2 separate regions of the Sus scrofa genome follow, and region 2 is linked to region 1. Evidence: chromatin contacts called from public promoter capture Hi-C data. All regions are on one chromosome and are shown on one strand. Each heading gives the region's core, a stretch centred on a gene start, on an enhancer-like site or on the middle of the called end of the contact. The rest is flanking DNA. Distances are from core to core; before and after follow the strand shown. Region 1 holds the start of PTPRE (receptor-type tyrosine-protein phosphatase epsilon). Region 2 holds the start of MKI67 (proliferation marker protein Ki-67).

The links. Promoter capture Hi-C pulls out the DNA fragments that hold promoters and counts their contacts.
Region 2: a contact with region 1 is called in a promoter capture Hi-C map of fetal liver, with 3 times the contacts expected there. The contact joins the promoter of MKI67 here to the promoter of PTPRE in region 1. A contact is called at or near these places in 1 of 5 promoter capture datasets (fetal liver) and 3 of 47 Hi-C or Micro-C datasets (mesenteric adipose tissue, retroperitoneal adipose tissue and subcutaneous adipose tissue).

What each region holds. Positions count from the first base shown.
Region 1 is chr14:137,099,405-137,106,241 of Sscrofa11.1, forward strand. PTPRE (receptor-type tyrosine-protein phosphatase epsilon) reads left to right here and starts at 2,045. Exons shown (of 22, transcript XM_021073749.1): 1 at 2,045-2,248.
Region 2 is chr14:137,290,829-137,298,452 of Sscrofa11.1, forward strand. MKI67 (proliferation marker protein Ki-67) reads right to left here and starts at 5,484. Exons shown (of 16, transcript XM_021073747.1): 1 at 5,218-5,484; 2 at 4,666-4,862; 3 at 1,853-1,931; 4 at 1,646-1,761. The coding sequence starts at 4,757.

The sequences.
Region 1 (6,837 bases), core at 795-3,294:
GGCCACCTTCCAGAGGCAGTCAGTAAGAAGGTGCAGGCCAGGAAGTGCCTGCTATGGCTCAGCAGATTACAAACCCAACCAGGATCCATGAGGACATGGGTTCAATCCCTGGTCCCACTCAGGAGGTTAAGGATCCAGTGTTGCCATGAGCTGTGGTGTAGGTCTCAGATCTGGTGTCACTGTGGCTGTGGTGCTGTGGTTTAGACCAGCAGCTCCAGCTCTGATTTGACCCCGAGCCTGGAAACTTCCATATGCCACAGGTACAGCCCTAAAAAGCAAAAAGAATGGCCAGCTCAGGTACCTTAGGCAGAGTCCCAGATGGAGATGAGCTGGGCTCTGACACTGAGAAGAGGAGCTGAGGGCTGGAGCCCCGGGAAGAGGGGCTCAGAGCTCAGGAGGGGCTGAGACATCAGGCAGGGCCTGCCAGGAGTTTGGGTTTTATTCTGAAAGGAGGCTTTTAAGCAAGGGGCTGACAGGACAAGGTTTCCTCTGTAAGGGTCCCCCTGGACGGTGTGCCTAGAAAAGAATGCATCTTGGGCTACCCTTGTGGTTCAGTGGGTTAAGGATCCAGGGTTGTCACTGCAGTGGTTGGGGTTGCTGCTGTGGGTTCGATCCCTGGCCTGGGAACTTTTGCATGTCACGGGTGCAGCCAGAAAAGAAAAAACAAAAAAATATGAGTCTGAGGTTGAGGGACCACTGCAGTCATCGGCGAGAGGAAGGCGGTGGAGTGGAGCAGCAGGCACACCGTGGGAGCTAGACAGGAAGTGCACGAGGTGGGGGAGGCGCAGACGGGGACATATGCCAAGAATCAGAGTCAGAGCAAGAGCCGGGTCTGCCCTGGGAGACAGCCGGGGGTGGGGGCGGCAGAGCTTGGAGGAGAGGGCCAGGAGAGCCCTGCTTTTTGCACCTCCCTGCATATGGGTGGTATTTAAAGCCCTGGCGCTGGACAAGACATGTGCAGCGGGGGGACAGCATGTGCAGGGCAAGGCAAGAAAGCTGAGTTCAAGTCCTCCACTCCCACTCCTTTGTGTGTCCTGTGGAAGGGCGGTCTTAGCCTTTGGGGGTCTACAGCTCTGTCCCGAACACATGCAAGTGTCCTTGGAAAGTGTCCCAGGAGGTGTCTGCTGGCTACTGATGTGAGGCAGGTGACACACCCTAAATGCCACCTTCTCACCATTGGTTCCTTCACTCAGGAGCCCTCAGGAGTGAGGTTCCTGCAACAGGGGTGAGGGGGGGGGGGAGAGGGGCTTGGTCCAAGCTGGAGGGCACAGCACCAGGGCTAGGACCCACGAGGAGACAACATGTACCCTTTCTGCCCTTCCCCTGGAATGTCCTTTACTCCAAGCCCCCCTAAATAGCTGGCAGGAGGTCCCCTGGAAAGCCGACCCCGAGAAGAGCTGGTCCAGACCCCTCCCAGCCGACCCTCTCTCTTCCTCCCTCGTGGGCGCCTGCGCCCCTGAGTTTAGCTTGGATGGATACCGCCTTCATGGTAATCAGACCCTTTTCAACATCCACCAAGTGGGCGCCTTTCTTCACCCTTTACAGAGGAAGACACCAGCTCCAGCTCGGGACACGTCCCGGCTCTCGCTACATCTTCGAACCAGAAGCAGCACAGGGTGCCCTCCGGACCGACTGCACGACCCAGAGCCGGTGCCCGGCCCGGCCACTTCCTGGTGTCCGGGGCCAAGGCTGGGGAGGAAGGGCCTTTCCTGCTCATAAGCGCGGCTGTCCCGCCTTAGCGCCCGACAGGACGCCTGGGCCCGGGCAGTGGGGGCCCAGCCGGGGGCCCCGGGGGAGGGGGTCCCGGGAGAGGGGGCCCCCCGCCCCCCCGCCTGGGGGCAGGCTGTCCTGGCCGGCGGGTCCTCCGTGGGCCTCCCGCCCTCGGGGCGGGGCGGGGCGGGGCCGCGGGCCCAGGTGGGGCGGGCGCCGGGTGCGCTCCCCGCGCCGGACACCAGGCGTCGCCCCCGCTCCTCGCTGCGCGGGGCCCCCGCCCCCGCCGCGGAGCCCGAGCCGAGCGGCGCGGAGGAGGCGGCGGGACCTGCCGGACAAATTTCCTGCTGCTCGGCGACGGGCGGCGGCGCAGGCGGCGCCCGGACCCCGCGGCCTCCGCGCGTCCCCACGAGCCTCCCGCGCGCCCGGCGGGGACGGCGGGGCGCCCCGGAGGGCGGCGGGCGGGCACCCGGGAGATGCGGAGCCGCCGCGGCGGCGGCGGCGGCGGGATCGGCGCGACCGGACCGGCCCCCCCGAGGTGAGCGCGTGCGGGGTGCGGGCCGGGGACCGTGTGTCCCGGGCGGCCGGAGCAGGCCGGGGACACCGCCTCGGCCGCGCCGTGGGCGGGAGGGGCCGCGCCGGGGTGCCAGGCTCCGAGCTGGGTCCCTGCCGGCCCGCGGTGCGCCGGGTGCCAGCGTCTGGGGACCGCAGGACCCCGGCCATCGGGCCCCCGGGCGCCCCCAGCCCAACTTGGCGACCAGGTCGGCGGCTCTCGCGCTCCTTCTCGGTCAACTGACTGGCAGAGCGTGTGTGTCTGCGGGTGGCCACAGCGCTAGGGGGACGGCGACAGGGAGGACGCGTGGAAGCAGGGAGACCCACCGAGAGGGGGTGCCAGCGGGTGTGCTGGGGGCTGCCGCACGCAGGGGTCCAGAAAGGAGCCTTTTGAGAAAGTGAGTCAGAGTCGCACCAACTGTTGTCGTGGGCTGCTGTCCAGGGCCCCTTGCCCTCCCGGGGAGGGGAGCTGAGTAGGATGCCAGGGCTGGGGGGGCGGTTAAAGACCCCAGGAAGTGGGCCGGCCCCCGGTGGCCAGGCCGGACCGCGGTATCCGTGGGGTGACCTGTCGGAACTCCTGGGCCGGGGAGCAGTGACACGCCAAGCCTGCCGGCTCCGTAGGACCATCTGGGAAAGGCCAGACAACCCCTGGGATGGAGAGGCAGAGCCAAGCCTTGAGTGACCGCACCGGACTTGACCTAAATTCCTTCCTGCCAGTGGCAAACCTTTCTAGAAAGGTTAAACAGTTTTACTTGCAGAATGACGATGCTGATCTGTCGGGGATAAGGACCCCTCTGTCAGAATTTCAGCCCAGGAAACTCCGGAGGAATAGGGCTGTATGTGCGCCTGTGGAGTGAAGGGTGGATGCCCTGGATGAAAACCAGCAAAGGGTGGTCACGTGTTTTAGGTGTCCCTGTGCGTGTCCAGTCAGCTCCTGACCCCAGGTGCCCCTTGACCCAGGGTGCCTGGAGGTCTTTGTGTCTCAAAGGTCAGTGAAATTCTGCCTCTGCAAAATAAAGATCCATTTAAACTGTGCCCGGGGCGGGTGGGGGGTTGATGAAGGGGAGGGCTGGGCCTTTTCAAAACCAGAGCTCTAAGCCGAAGGAAGACAGGGAGGGGTGGGCGCAGGTGGCTCAGACCGCCATGGTCACTCTGCCTTCACCGTATGGCACAGAGCTCTGAGTGTGAATAGGGTTGGGGTCCAGCTTTCTGAGCACAGGCTCTAGGCCTTGGGGAACAAAAGGTGAGGCGGTGACATGGGGCAGGCCCTGTAGCAGCACCCAGCCCTTCCAAGAGGGGGCACTGCCTCGGACTGTGACCTCAGGGGATGAGGTCTTTCTTCCTTGTTGGTGTTAGTGCTGCCTGGGAACCAGTAACTGCCCTCCCCACCCCCCGAACTTTCCATGTGTCCAAAGGAGCTAAGAGCTAGATTTGTCCCTGTGGAAGGCCAGGTCATTGGATGAATCCAGATGGCTGGAGATTTAAAACTGTACCCCCTCGGAGTTCCCGTCGTGGCTCAGTGGTTAACGAATCCGACTAGGAACCATGAGGTTTCGGGTTCGATCCCTGGCCTCCCTCAGTGGGTTAAGGATCCGGCGTTGCGGCGTTGCTGTGAGCTGTGGTGTAGGTTGCAGACGCGGCTCGGATCCCGTGTTGCCGTGGCTCTGGCGTAGGCCGGCGGCTACAGCTCCGATTAGAGCCCTAGCCTGAGAACCTCCACATGCTGCAGGAGCGGCCCAAGAAATGGCAAAAAGACAAAAAAATAAAATAAAAATAAAATAAAATGAAACTGTACCCCTTTGCGCGCCCAGCCAAATGAGTTGTGGGAAGTGGGCAAGGAAGTGACTGTCACTGTGATGCATCCAGGGCCCCTGGGGAGGCACACAGTTGAGTGTGAGGTGCCGCGGTCAGGTCCACAAGCCCTGCACACCGACCACTTCTCACCCCTGTGGAGGGATGCCTGGCCCCTGGATGTCCGGAGCCAGTGCCTCCAGCCAAGGCTGCCCGAAGCTTCCTGGAGCTCCGAGTCCTCATGCATGACCTCCCCACGTCCTGGGATGTGTGTGTGCAAATTGTCAGCCCCCGGGGGCTGTCAGAGGGGCTGCAGGATGGGGGCCGTCAGAGGGGTGTGTTGAAGGTGGATGTGTGAGGCATTGACAGCAGGTGCTCGTTGGTCGGGAAGGAAGCTGAGATGTGAATTTGGGTCGCCTTTCAACTGCGCCCCCACTGGTCCACTTGGCTTTTTGCTGCCATCACCCCAGCCCAGGCTACCCCCTTCTATCCAAACTCCTTCTTTCCTGGGCAGAGGCAGGTCCTAGCCCAGACCAGTCCCCTGCAGTTCCCAGGCTCAGATGCCCATGTCACCTGACTTCTAGGATGGTCAAGGCCCCCAACTCAGCATGTCCCAGGTCAAGCTGGTGACCTGCCACCCCCTCCCCTCTGGACCCAGCCCACCACTCTCCTGATGTTTCTCTCTCCCACTAATCACACCCGCCTCCAGCCTGCTGTAGAGAGCTGGGCTGGATTGGAGTTTCCCCGAGGCCAGTCCTGTCCCCAGCGCCCAGCCAGGTGCCAGACAGGAGACTCTGATAACTACCACTGGACCAGTGGAGACATTTTAGGAGCGAATCTGTGAGTGAAGAGGCGTCTGTGTCCACTGTGGTTGAGAAGCAGCCACCCTTGACGTTGGTTGAGCTGGACCTTGGTGCAACAGGAGAGGGCTGTCTAGGGACCACAGTGCTGGTTCTTCTGGAGATGCTCAACCTACTTGCTAAAGTGACTGTGTGACCTGGACCAGGTGACCCCACATGACCCCCTAAGGAGGCAAGTTTCAGAGCAGTCGGGAACACCATGGGAACCACCTCCGTTCCTTTATTGGACATGTTGTTTTATTTATAATGTCATTTGATAGGTTCTGCTATCAAAACAGGGACAAATGTATCCATTAGGATAAAGCCTGTTCTTAATATTTGATTATCACCAAGGAAAAAACTGTGCGTTCCAAGATCAGAGTTAGTCCTTCTCTTGGCGTGCTATCTCCTAGCGAGCTGACGTGCCATGCTCCCTGAAGGTACCTGCAGGCTTTCCAGATCCTCTGAGGTGGGGGTGGGGGGGCGCAGCCTGCTCAGCCCCCTGCTCTGAATCTCCTTCCCCTTTATCTCCAACTTAGGGACACCTACCTATATACACCTCAAGACCCAGACACCTACCTGTATCTCAAAGCCCACATCAAATGCCTCCGTCTCCACAAAGCCTTCCTAACCCTCCGCTTAAGAAAAATCTCTTCCTTTTGGTTCCGTAGAAGGTGTGCCTGCTCTAGAGCACCTATGAGACATGTGTTAATGTGTACCTTTGGTGTGCCAGCCCAAGCGCCAAACCAAATCAATACAGTGGGACGGGCTAGTTAACTTTAATTTTTTGCAGAGTAATTTGAATGATTATGTAAATTTTGCATGATTAAATGTCTTAATTGCATAACGTTACTCAACACACACTGTTGAGTCTTCAGTGTTAGAATGATCCAGGAGTCAGCAATGCAGTTTTTTAATGCCCGTCAACCTGGGCTTGTGGATTGGATTAAACCAGGCTTTGTGGGAGACAGACATGTACATGCTGTGTGGAAGCCAAAACCGGAAGTGGTGTGGTCTAGACCCAGGGTCAAGGGAATGGCTTGTAGACTAGAAAATAAGGGCTCTGGAGACCAGGGCTGCTTCTCTTCCCTCCAAAGAGAGACCCGTGGCACGGGGCCATCTCTGAGCCCCTCCTAACCCCATGTGCTGACCCATTTCCCCCTCCCCATGCTGGTCCAGGCCATGCTGCCCAGCCAGTGCCCGACGGCATCCATGGCTTATCGCGTGGGACACATGTCTTTCTGTGCTGGGTACCAGATCTGCCCCGAGTAAGATGAGGCTCATGGGTACATGCTGTTAATTTTACATTCTCACCCGAGATATACCAAAAGCCTTTTTTTTTTTGGAGCATTGACTTCTTTGCATTTTTCTCCAAAAGCAGGGCATAAGACAGCATTCTAAAGGGTTGGGGTTTCAGATCAGCCGCACCAGAGGTAAAGGAGTTTCGTTGAATTTTACTATAACCCTCCAGCAGATGCAGGTGCACTATTTGCCGGGGGTGGGGACTTCTGTCAGATTCAGGATGGGAGACCCCTGGTTTGGGGATTACTGAACTGGCTTCCGTCTCGTCTCTCAATCTAGTCGCTGCTCCCCAAACCTCATCCATCAAGATCCGCCCCATCCAGGTGTTCTACCTGGGGAGTTTGGATGTGGTTCACGGCCTCTTTGAACTCACACAGCTCCCGGCTCTGAGCCAGAAATGTGGGCTTGATGCCTTTCTTCCAACTACGCAAATACATCAAAGGAGTCGTCCAAGCTTGTGAAATAAAAAACTTTAATAATATCTTTCAGAAAAGAAACAAACCGAGCCTTTTAATTGATTCCCAATGAAGTAGGAACCAAATAAATATTTTTTTAAATGTGTATTTTAAAACAGGTTTCAAATACAATCAAGAATGCCCCATGCACACAGCCAGTGAATGTATATTGGTTGAGAACACCAAAA
Region 2 (7,624 bases), core at 4,234-6,733, 190 kb after region 1:
AATTCTGGGTTTAAATCCATACCGTGGTCTCAAAATAGAGGAAGCAAAAACTGACAGAGCCAAAAAACAAAAAGAAAAAAAAATCGTAAACACATGATTTCGACTCACCTGTCAGAGTCACTAAGAATCAGACACCCCACCCAGTGGCTGTGAAACACACGTTCTTTTCAAACACACAGGACAGACTGGCAAAAAACTAACCATATCTGATCATAAAAAGCCAGCCTTGGAGTTCCCGTTGTGGCGCAGTGGTTAAGGAATCCGACTAGGAACCATGAGGTTGCGGGTTCGGTCCCTGCCCTTGCTCAGTGGGTTAACGATCCGGCGTTGCCGTGAGCTGTGGTGTAGGTCGCAGACGCGGCTCGGATCCCGCGTTGCTGTGGCTCTGGCGTAGGCCGGTGGCTACAGCTCCGATTCAACCCCTAGCCTGGGAACCTCCATATGCCGTGGGAGCGGCCGGAGAAATAGCAACAACAACAACAAAAAGACAAAAAAAAAAAAAAAAAAAGCCAGCCTTGACTCCCTTCAAAACCGAGACATTACTCAAGTGTCCATCCAGAATGAATAAATCGTAGAAGTGTAGAATTGTGTGTGTAACCGTGGGTATTATTTCACGGATGCATTAGGCGGTGAGAAGGAACCAGGACCCCCATGCTCTGAATCCCACACCCACGGGGGTAGAACTCAGTTACAAGTGGATGCTGTTTAGTAAAGGCAGACAAAGCCGCAGTGATTAGAGATGCAGGTTTAGGCAGCACAACTCCCAAGACTCTGATGCTCTCAGAAAAGCCACATCAGTGAGGGACAGGAGTAGTGGTGCGAAGACGCATGGGGAAACTTCTAGAAATGCTGCTTCGGGCTGGGGTGGTGCATTAGTTCTCCAAGGCTGCCGTGACGAAATGCCACCCTGGACGGCTCCACCAGGAGAAGTGGATTTTCTCACGGTTCCAGAGGCCAGACGTTGGAGAGCGGGGTGTCGGCAGGGTTGGTTTCCTCGGGGCCTCTCTCCTCGGCCACGGTCACCCTCTGCTGCCTGGTCACCTGTCGTCCCTCTGGGCACCTGCTCGCCTGGCTTCTCTGTGTGCCAATCTCCTCTTATGAGGACACACCGGTCGGATTGGATTAGGAGCCAACCTAATGGCTACCTTTTAACTTAACTGTCTCTTTCAGGGGGGCCCTGTCCCCAGACAGTCATATTCTGGGACCTGGGGTTGGGGCTCTGACACATGAACTTAGGGAAAGCCCAATCCAGCCCATAATAGGCGATAATCACGAGGCTTGTTCATCTCGTTTGGTATCTTTCTCTGAAGGTGTGTATTCCACCTCATGTTACTGCATTTTACTTTAAAATTAAAAAGTAAAACCTACGCCGTTGCACAATGCTCGCAACAAAACAAAACTCCTTAAGGGGGTGGGTCACCACCCTTGGAGCTGTGTGCCCTCCAATCCTTGATCTGGAGCGCAGCACGAACCCCACTGTCATTCCTTCTAGAGCCACACGATTTTAGATAAAGACGGGGCTGGGAGTGACGACCTCAAACACTGGGACGTTCACCGACAGGAAAGAATCGGAGATGAACGGTGAGGCCAGAGGACGGGGAATCCAAAGGTCTGGTTCAGTTTAGCCCACTTAGCGATGGCTTACCTGAAAGACCGATCGACAATGGTTATCACGTCTCCATGCTTCAGCGGCACAGGTTTCTCAATAGCAGATCCATTCACTTGGGTTGGATTTGTGGAACTGAAATTAAACAGCACTGCCTGCGAGTAGAAAAGAGAGGAAAACACGGAACTAATACAGGGACACAAGGTGCAACGTTTTCAAAAGTGGACTTCCAAATCCCCCACTCACCTCCTGATCCCTGATTTCAATTTTGCAGTGTTGTTTTGACACTACAGGAAGCTGAATACGAATGTCACACTCGATAGCCCTTGATTCGAAAGAATAAAGACGGTTTAGTTGTCACAGAGTTTCAAAAGCACACCAGTGACTCACAACAAAACACCGTTTGGCTCTATGTTTGGTCTATAAATCTAACGAGAGAAAGGGAAGGCAACTCAGGCAGTGTCCATGAGCTTCATATCTTGCCCACGATTTTTACAAGTATTGCTTAGGCAGCTATTTTAAATCGCAAAAACCTAGAGTACTTAGAAATAATTTATCATGGACAATGTTACAATACAAAATTGAATTACCTTTTACTAAAATGTATCTGCTTATAAGACCCAACTAAAGGAATACTTTACATCAGTTTGGAGAATAATTACTTTTAGTACTCTGTGCTTTTTTTCCTTAAAAAAAAAAAAGGCATGTATATTTACTGGTACTGCTACGTGTATTTAACGTTCACGTCATCACCAAAAGTGCTGTATCTTATGCCAGCACCTCTCTCTCTGCCTCAGTTTCTTCGTGTAAGAAGGGGACTCCACTGGCACCCACACCACGGGGCTCTTCAAACAATTAAATGAGCTACTCGCGTCTGTCATGTGCCTGGCACACCGTACATGGCCATAACTTGTGAGCTTTTTATTGTTTTAAAATGACTATTAACCAACCAAGTCACAGGGTTCCCATCATTACAAACACTCACCTACAAGCCACCACTACAAATGAGCCAGCTGCAGCTGGCTTTTTACACAAAGCTAATGTCAGCAGGGAGAACCAGAAGAGAGAATCCCTAAAGCTGCGCAGAAACTAATCAAAGGCATCCTGAGCAAGGCTCCTGCCACCACCCCGTGGTTTTATATGTTTGAACAGACTCTTTGCCTCCTCTCGGTTCCCCAGATGAGCCTCTGGACTCTGAGAATATCGCTTCCTATCCACGTCATATGGCCAAACACTTATGAATGGGTTTCTAGATGGCAAACCTTACATAAAAATAGACCTAATCACCACAGGGCAGTGACAGAATTACTGCCTTGTGATTCCACAATGTTCTTTATTTTTTTGCTTTTAAAGAGGGTGGAACCTATGGGAAGTAAACAGCTACTTTAAGCCAAAGAGAATTTGACTTTTAGGAATCCGAACATCTCAGAAAGCAAGAGGGAGGGAGAGAGACTCTCAGTAGAACTGAGAATTCGCTTGACAGGAGACAGTCAACAAGAATCACTATAGTTCAGAAGGTCTTGTCGGGGGGCAGGCGCCTTTGAGGCATATGGAGGTTCCCAGGCTAGGGGTCGAATTGGAGCTGTAGCCGCCGGCTTACACCACAGCCACAGCAACGTGGGATCTGAGCCGCATCTGCAGCCTACAGGACAGCGCACAGCAACGCCAGATCCCCGACCCACTGAGCAAGGCCAGGGATTGAACCTGCATCCTCATGGATACCAGTCGGATTTGTTTCCACTGCACTACAAAGGGCACTCCTACATCAGTAGTTCTTAACTTCGGCGCTGTTGGCATCCCGGGGCCAGACGATTCTTTGGAGCAGGAGCTGTCCTGTACACCCTATACACCGCAGGATGCCTGACAGCACCTCTGACCTCTGCTCCGAGGCCAATGGTGTGTGTCTCCCACGATGCGACATGAAAAAATGCCTCCAGGCTTTGCCAAACACCTCCTGGGGGGCAACCCGGCTCTCAGTGCATAACCACCACTAGGTATGGACTCCAAATCCAATTCTCTGGCTGATGTTTGGATTGAACTACGGCCGGGTGCTAAACATCGATCACCTCTTAGAGGCCGGACCCCACACCAGGCACCAAGCACTTATTTCTTAACCAGACAGTCCCTGCCCTGGGGAGCTTAGCAGTGACACAGACAAGCCCAAGGCTCCTCCCACATGTGGGGATAGGAAGACAAGGGCAGCGCTCACTCAAGGCTTCTTCTCGGGGAGCACTGATCCCCTGTGTGAAAGCTGGAAAGGAATTGCTCAGGCAGGAGGGTCGGAAGGACATTCCAGTGAGAGAGGTTCAAACGGCCTAAAAGCACCAAGCTGAGCCGGAGCTTGGACTGTTGGGAGTGAGGGAGATCACAGCAGAGGTGGGGGCAGGAGGACAGGGTGTGGGTAGAAGGGGGCCCAGGTTGCACAGGGAGAGCGACCTATCATTTGCCTAAAAGATCACAAGTTGGAAATGAGGGGGGGGGGTGCGATTACTAACCATGCCTGTTACCCTGGGACCAGAGTCACTGCCACCACCAACACGGGAAAGAGAAGATCTCAAAACACAAGCAGAAGAATTTCCCTCCCAGGGTCATTGAACCAAAAAACAAACAAACAAACAAACAAAAAACCCAACCAGCCACGCAGACTCCTTTCTTCATTTCATTCTTTTGCTCCATAAGAACCCCCAGTAGCCAAGGAATATCAGGTTTGGAAACATTTCAAATGAACACAGTGACCTTCGATAGACTGCCTGAAATGCAGCAGGATTCACACTTTTCTCCATTTATAGCTTTTTAGCAAATCAATTTTAAAATGTTTGTTTGATTAAAAAAAAAACAACAACTGTATAAACATCGTCTTTAAAATTCTCTTCCACGATAAACAACCGGTCACACTGGCAATACCCAGGAAGTCCTGAGCGAGCTTGAGTGCTGACACTAGGCATAGAGCCCTGGTATCTAGTCTGTTAATCTGTGATTAGTAATATTAATAAATTAATAATTAATAAATAAAAAAACCCCTAAAGTGTCTAAGTTGTCCGCATGTACACAGGGCTCACCTTCCAAACAAGCAGCTGCTGAGGCTCAAAGGAAAGTGGGGCCCGTCGACCCCACTCCTTTTGATGGTAACAAGGCGTCTGGTAGGACCCATTTTCTAAACAAGAATTGGAGTATAATCCGTAGAGGAAGGCCAGGCATCGGAAGGTTTGCTGAAGCAGACTTACAAGCCACACTTTGACTGCACTTGGACACGCCACTGAGCAAAAATAAAACACAACGGAGGCAGGGGGGGTTGTTACTCCAAAGCCAGGAGCTAAGAGGTCACTTGTAAAAAGTCACCAACTGGAGTCGCTTGTACTATTCACCGATGCCCCTGCAGTCCTGACCCACAAGGTACAGGACCCCTGCGGAAGTCCCAGCCAGGCCCTGGCTCCCCCACCCCGCACCCAGTGCCCCCCAAAGACCTGCGGCCGGCAGGTCGCCCACCAGGGTCACACCTCCTGGGAGGTCCCACCGAGATCCTTCACCAGCGCCCCGGACCGAGCCGGGCGCAGGCCACGCTCCCGGCGCCGGTCCCCGCAGATCCCCGAAGCGCGGCGGCTACGACTCACCCACGACGAGTCTCCTGCACCGACAGCAGTGGGTCCACCGCCCGTCCGCGCGCCGCCCGAGTCCGCACGGGGAGGAGCCGGCGACGCGTCCCCTCGCGTCTACCGCCCGCCCGGGCCGCAGGGACCTGGCCTCCGTCCGCGGGCCCGCGCCCACCTCCGCCGCGGCCGCAGTGCCCGCTCCCCCGCCCTCGCCCTCGCCGGTGGCCCGCTGGCCCTGCCCAGCTACCTCCCGGAGGTGCCCGGCGTTAGCGGCTTGAGCGCGGAAAGCCGCCGCCGCGCCTTCCCGATTCAAATGAAAACCTCGATTCAAATTTGGCGCTAAGCGCTGCGATTGGACGCAGTGGCAGGAGACAGACCAATGGGAAGGGGCGGGGCGGGGCCAGAGGGGCGGGCTCCGCGGGGCCGAGAGGGAGGGGCGGGGCTGGGGTTCATCCGCCGAAGACGCCCGCGAAAGGGTCCTCAACCCCCACCGCAAGCGAAGGGCGGGAATGCAAACCGGTCCCACCGCTGCAAAACCCTTCTGGCCTCGTTTCCCTTAAGGACCAAATACAGTCGTACAGTTAACAGTGGTACGCAGTGTACCACTCGGTGGTGGAAGGCTTTAACATTTTTAAAGTTCGTTTGTCTCCTTAAGATAACCAGTTGTTTATAAGCGATTTCTTGTGTCTTTTCCCAGTTTCACATAAACTGTTCTCTTTTAAAAACGCACTAAGAAGATCACGGTTCTCTTTTAAAAACGCACTAATATACACGGTGTTCCATCCTTTCTGTTCTCTCTTGACTAAACCCCAAGGATATTCATATAGAGTATGTCTTCCTCTTTTACTTTCTCTTCGATAACTGCAAAGCATTCAGCTTTAGAAACCATTATTTACTTAATCATTGCCGTCGCCATACATACAGGTTTACAAAGATTTCCTATTAGAAAAAAATCTCCAATTAATAAACCTTATGCATCACGAAGTGGATGAATTGTAAAATAATTAACCCACCGTATTCCTCCACGCGCCTGATGGGACAGGGTTGGGGGGGTGAGGGGAAGGAGGGAGCCTTTGCGGGCCATCAGGATGTGAACTGGGAATGCAGACCCGCCCGCGGGTTCCCTACCTCCAGCTTGCCTCACGCCCTTTGGAGCTTGGCTTTCCTTGATGGGGAGCTGCTGTTCTCACAGCACGGGCTGGGGACCCCAGGGTCTCTTTGATCCTTGCAGGAGGTCCAGGAGGTCCAAACCACCTTTGTAACAACAGAAGCTCCTTGCCTTTTTCACCCTCATTTCTCATGCCTGTAGGGTAGGGTTTCCCCAGGGCAGAAGCAGAAGCAGAGGTGAGAACCAATCTTTTACCAAATCAGATACAATCAGAGAGATTTGCAGAAATATAAAATAATGCTGCTCTTTTCACTAACTTGTTTTGGGTAATACAGGAATTTTTCATAAAAAGATATTTTACCTGGAGTATGAAATGGCTTCATTGCTTCAAAATGAATTGGTGAATTGAAATTTTTAAGATCATTCAGTTAATAACCTATATAAAACAAAAAACTCTTAGTAGTCCTCAATGATTTTCATGAGCGAAAAGGGACCCTGCGACCAAAAAGTTGGAGCCTTTCTGCTCCTGAGGGAAAATTCGGAGAGAGATTGCCTATGGGGGTGCGGAAAGGTGCCTAGAAAAACAATGTCAATACGTGGGACTTCCCACTCCTGTCCACTGTGACAGGCGAATGTGGGTCGAGGAGATGCTAGATACTGCTACCCTTTTGGGGGATCAGTTTCATTTCTTTCTCCTTTACGCCATCAAAGAAAGCTCACCCCCATCAACACAGTAAAATGCTACTTTGTCACTGGAACTACTGCCTGTTATCAGGACTGTTCTGTGACCCTGTAGGGCAGCCTAATTAGAACTAGGAGGTATTTGATTTCCTGTGGAACAATCTTGCAAACCCCGGCCACACAGAGGTTCAGTTCTCCAGAGAGCAGGGAGGGAGTTACAGGAAAGCTTCTCTGACGGTCAGAGGGGAAGCTCCGATGTGCGGTGGGCCCTCTCCAAGCGGTTGGATAACAGGCTTGAGCAGTGGTGTTTGCTGGGGAATCGGAAGCTTGGCCCCCGGCCTAAGATTCCGTTAAAGCACAGGTCTCGCTCCCAGGAGGAGAATCTGTTTTGCAGGCCTGGCATTTGAGCTCCACCACCACCACCACCACCACCGCTCACGCCCCAGAAGAGGGGTGGGGGCAGCGAACCCCCTTCCTGCAAGATCTCTCTTGAACGGGACCTGGTATAGGGACCCCGCAGTTAAAGTACCTCTGACGCCTCCCGCATGGACCGGGAAAGGCTTTCTAGGGGAGTCTGCGGACCTAGGAGGTTTTCTGAGAATCCATTTCTAAATTCTCACAGTCCACGGCATTCAGGCC